Regions from separate parts of the Gasterosteus aculeatus genome. Here region 1 is linked to region 2. The links are chromatin contacts, called in public Hi-C maps. All regions are on one chromosome and are shown on one strand. Each heading gives the region's core, a stretch centred on a gene start, on an enhancer-like site or on the middle of the called end of the contact. The rest is flanking DNA. Distances are from core to core; before and after follow the strand shown.

Region 1 (2,700 bases), core at 133-2,632, 37 kb before region 2:
AACATCCCCCAAATACGTCACTTTAAGCTCTGTGTTCGCTCATAAATGTATTTCTTCAATGTTTAATGTGACAAAATGCAACGTTCTGCTGCTGTACATTCTGGGGAGTGTGTGGGTTGGTAAGCCTCCCATACTTCCACTTATTAAGATTAAGATGTCTCCATGCTAAGCTATGTTAGCCATGCCAGCAGCTTCATATGATAACTGAATTAATACGTCCTCCTTTTTAAACTTGTGTTTTTCTGCTAAATTGAGTACTCAGCAAAGAGGAGTTTTGTTATTCAAAGACTTCCTGTCTCATTATTCTGTTGTTGTGGTTTGGGGGTCTCAGCTCCCTGTGAACCCTGCAGGACTCTCCAGGAAACCAGCGCAACGGCTGATTGGCGGATCCACACCGTGCGTCAGCTCAAAGTCAAGAAGTGTATTCACCTCACTCACCAACTCCAGCTCTTCCTCAGTCTGCTCAGCAGGAGGAGGAGGAGGAAGAAGAGGAGGAGGAGGATGAAGAGGAATAAGAAAAAGAGGAAAAGGAGAATGAGGAGGAAGAGAAGGAAAAACATGGAAGGAGGAGGAAGAAGAGAATGAGGAGGAGGAAACAGAAGAGGAAGAGGAGAGAGTGAAAAACAGGACGCTTACGTTTCTGTAACAACTAACTGTAGTGAAATTATGAAGAAACATGAAAAGAAAGAAGAATATTACAGAAGTATTTTTAAAATCCTCCTCTTGGATAAGAGATCACATCTATTTCAACGCCTAAACATGACAGTTCATGACGACCCCCTACCCGACGTGGTCACGTGACTCCGTGACTCCGCCCCCCCGTGCGCCCGGCGTACTCACCAGCTGCATCAGGCTCTTGCCGCTCTGCGAGGTGATGACCCTCAGGTCCGGCTTGCGGCTGCTGACCATCTGAGGGCTGTGCGGGGGCGGGGACTTGGCCGGGACCACTTTCCCCAGGCTGTTGCCGTTGGATACGGAGAGGAGGCCCGGGGAGGCCCTGGCGCTGATGTAGCCGTTAGCTGGAGGGACGCAGAGAATTAAAGTAGTTTAATCATTTACAACATTGTTAACACTTTGTTTGATCACCAGACTTTAGAGACTCAACCGGCCGCATTCCAAACGCTTTCAGCCAAACGGCTCGCTTCTAAGAAGCAACAACGATACCTGTGCGTGTGTGTGTGTGCGTGTGTGTGTGTGCGTGTGTCTTATTTGGTTTACTCTCACCACTCTGTATATTTTTCATGTGCTACGGTTTCGTTAGTTTGAACGTTTCCTGGATGTTTTTAATGTCACTTAATGTTTTTTTAATCCTGGCATGTGATCTGGGTGTCATGACAACGGGCCTCCAGCAGACTGCAGCCTGTTCGTGGCGCTGAAAAGATCCGGACTCAAAACAGTCAAAGTGCGCACGAGAGGGACTTTCCCAGCCCTGACACACACACACACACACACACACACACACGCACACAGGAGTCAGGGTGTGTGTGAGATAGCAGATAGCACTTCTCCATGACGCCACCTCTAGACGACAGCGGCATGTGACTCTGTTTCATCTCAGCAGCACACACTCGAGGGACGGACACACACACACACACACACACACACACACAGTCCAACAACAACTACCCGGCCACCTCTGTAACCCTCTAACGTGAGGGAGAGAAAACACAGAACGCTGTGGGGGGGAACTGGAGAAGAGGACAAAGAGGAAGTTGAGGAGTTTATTGTGTCAACAATAGAATATTATCATGACGATTAAATCATTCATTTCTGTATAATTATTACCCAACTATACACGTGGATGCTGAGGAGGTCACAAGTTAAATCTCCCCCCTGCGATTGAAGCTTGTGTGAGGCTGTGTGTGTGTGTGTGTGAGTGTGTGTGTGTTGCATGAATACACTCCGATCCCACGAGTGAGTCACAGAGATGTTGATGCCTCCGTGGTTTTATTTACGTATGTTTACTCTTTGTATCGGCTCTTAAATGTGTTGTTCTCCATGTGTGAGTGTGTGCGTGTGAGGGGTGTGTGCGTGTGTGTGTGTGCGCGTGTGAGGGGTGTGTGCGTGTGTGTGTGTGTGTGTGTTAAGTCTCCTATTACGCGAGGCCGGGTGTGGGAATGTGTGGAATGCTGGGTGACGTCAATGGTGACATTCCAGGAGCCCCGAGTCCCAGGACAACAGCTGAGGACGACAGATCCAAGAGAGGAAGAGGAGGTGAAGAAGAGGAGAGGAGGAGGAGGAGAAGAAGAGGAGAGGAGGAGGAGGAGGTGAAGAAGAGGAGAGGAGGAGGAGGAGGTGAAGAAGAGGAGAGGAGGAGGAGGTGAAGGTGAAGAAGAGGAGAGGAGGAGGAGGAAGTCGTTGAGAAGAAGATTAAAGAGGAGAAAGTGGAGATGGAGGGAAGGAAGCAATATGGACACACAGAGGAAAGAGGAGTTAAGGCTAAAGGAAAAGGAGAGAAAAGGAGGCACAGGGAGAGAGAAAGAGGCCACATAGCAGGGGAGGTTTTAGGGCGGGGCTTACTGTGATTGACAGCTTTGTCGTCACCGTATGTTTATGGAGCAGATTTGATCTAACGCTATTGATCTTTGTGAATACCACACTGATAAACTACGTTCTCTTTCATTGACGACCTGCTACACGGCGTGTGAACCATCCGACGCGGTGGCGTTGAAATGAAAGTCTTCTTATATTCATGGGGCG
Region 2 (2,700 bases), core at 2-2,501:
TCATAGACGTCTATGGGAGCAGAGGAGTCGCCCCCTGCTGGTCACTACAGAGAAGTAGAGTCATTTCCTCATAGACGTCTATGGGAGCAGAGGAGTCGCCCCCTGCTGGTCACTACAGAGAAGTAGAGTCATTTCCTCATAGACGTCTATGGGAGCAGAGGAGTCGCCCCCTGCTGGTCACTACAGAGAATGCAGCTTCACCTCAGGAGCGCAGGTTCTGCGTGCATGACACCAGACAGAGGAGCCCAGCAGCTGGAGCTCAGGGTTCCCCTCCCCACCGACCTGAGGCGCTCACCTGTCGGCCCCTTAGGGAACGACCCCCCCCTCATCCCCGTCTCCTGCTTCCACGGGCAAAATGGATTCTGGTTGGAGGAAATTAGAAGTTTGATGGCCCTCTCTCCCGGGAGAAAAGCAATCACGCTCCAACGAGGACACAATTGTCGCACTGGGCTCATGAAAGAGACATAAAAAGATTTGTCAGACACAAAAGCTTAAAGGATATGAGGAAGAACGCGTACAATATGCGTATTTTATATTAAAAAGGGGGGGGGGGGCGCGTGCAAAACACCGCAATGTAAAGCTGTCATTTCTTACTAAAATTAATGGCGCGATAAAAGTTGCCAATAAACTAGAACGTAAAATCACATTAAAAAAATACACACACGCGCACGCACGCACGCGCCCACACACACACACACACACACACGCACAGCGGGGCTGACACTTGCTGTAAATCGCTCCTGACAGCTTTGCGGAGCGTTGTCGGTGGCGCGCGCGCCTCGGAGGAGGGAAAGGTGGCGCTCCGCTTTGATGCTGAGGAACAACCCGGGGCTGCGCGTGCCCTTGACCCGCGGACACGCGGAGCTTCTTTCCGTTTCTGTTACTACAACGACACAAACACGCACGCACCTCCAGCACGGCAGCCGGACGCCACAGCTGTCACACACACACACGCACACACACACAAACACACTGACACAAACAAACACACACACACACACACACACGGGAGGAAACAGAAACGTAGCAGCAGCGACTTACCCGCGCAGCGCGTCCACATCTGTTCACCGACACTCGAACGCGCACTTTGGTTGCGTTCAGGCACGAGAGGACCACGCGGGGACAATGTAAAAGAAAAGATAAAATAAAGTAGAAATGCGTGTCTTCCTACTTGATGTGGCAGGTAACTCTTGAGTTGAGGCGAATGGAGCCCTGATCCTCCCTGAGAGGGGCTGGCTGTCCCTGACCGACGGGCCGGCGCGGCCAATGACAGCGAGCCGTGCGCGACGCCTCGGCCAATCGGATCGCCGGCGCTGAGCGAATCGCGGGAGGGGGGCGGGGGAAAGGGAGGCGAGCTGTGAAGTAGGAAGGGCTGATGGCGACATCATGTGTTAGGAGTTTGTATCCCTCCGCCCTGTCGGAGCCGTGAGAGCAGCGGCTCCACTTCCGGTGCTTTTGTTATTTTTATTTAAATAAAACTTAAATAAAATAAATATTTATTTACACATGTATAAATAAAATGTTGTTATGAAATATATTCATGAGTGATGTTATGTAGATACTGAGGGAATTATTTAAACATTTACACAGCAGCAACCAACCGTGTCTCGTGCTGGCATGCATTTATTTGCATTAATGGTACGTTGTTGTATTATTGTTAGTATTGATCTTGTTTACAGGTGCTCATTGTTCTTAATGCATATTTAAGTTCTCTGCTTTACTTTCACCGGATGCTGAACAAGCGGTGACCCGCGCCCTACTTCTCTGTGCCGAGGCGGAGGAACACCGTGTTTACGCTGAGCTGAGGACACGGACGCTCGGTGACGTGCGTGGTCAGCGGGGCGCGTGTGGCAACCACACGCACGAAAAATTGGCTTTCGCGCGACTGCACGCGCACAATTATTTTTGGCGGAAGACTTCACGCGCAGAGTTTCGTTTTCTAGCCTCCTGTCGACGTAACTGCGCGAGGTTACGTGTGACGTCAGCGAGTAGCTGTGACATTCAAAGTAACGCGGGCTCGTGCGTGCGATGCTTTTCGGCCTCATAGATTTGTGGAGAGTCATTATTTATATATAAGTCACGTTTTACTTAATTCACCTTTAATACATATAACATATAATATACAATATATATAAACAATTAAAATAAATATTTCCATTAAATATAACGCGAAAAACGTATTTAAAACACCATATGTTTATTCAAATATGCAGTAAAAAAATTAAAAATATTTAAAAAGTGAAACAAATCCAGGCCTGAGTAGAGAACAGTGAGTGCTGAAGTAACAACAATTATTATGGAGACAGAATAAGTTACTTGTGGTAGTTGATTTGTTAGAAATCAACCTGTTATTGTAGTCTCATGTTTCTCACTATAAGGTTCGGGTCCCTCCTAAGGGTCACCCGATATGTCCTGAGATGATCATAAACTCACATAAGTCTACTTTTTTTTTTCAGGAACTAAAGTATTTAAAGGCTTCATTGTCGTATGTTTGGGGATGTGGTAAAGAACATGTGACCCCCCCCCCCCACCTCTCACCCCCTCTCACCCCAAAACCGCTGACTTTCACCAAAAGTCCGCTCAGGCATCCCTGAGGAATGTGAACCAGAGCCACCGTGTGGACATGTGGCGGTCCCACGGGGGGGGGGGGGACGTGCCTCCGAGTCTGGTAACGCAACACATGGAGACAGCCGGGGGGGG

The links. A called contact is a pair of places that touch in the nucleus more often than the background predicts.
Region 1: a contact with region 2 is called in a Hi-C map of liver, with 2.8 times the contacts expected there. The contact joins the enhancer-like site here to the promoter of mef2d in region 2. A contact is called at or near these places in 5 of 6 Hi-C or Micro-C datasets (liver, skeletal muscle, tail fin and 1 more).

What each region holds. Positions count from the first base shown.
Region 1 is chr20:1,141,438-1,144,137 of fGasAcu3.hap1.1, reverse strand. mef2d (myocyte enhancer factor 2d) reads right to left here. Exons shown (of 14, transcript XM_078094323.1): 7 at 841-1,019. Among protein-coding and RNA genes, the nearest start is that of LOC120814983, 15 kb to the left of the region's middle. Within about 2 kb of position 1,382, at least 7 of the 9 cell types and tissues checked have open chromatin away from gene starts, as enhancers often do.
Region 2 is chr20:1,104,527-1,107,226 of fGasAcu3.hap1.1, reverse strand. mef2d (myocyte enhancer factor 2d) reads right to left here and starts at 1,251. Exons shown (of 14, transcript XM_078094323.1): 1 at 1,042-1,251.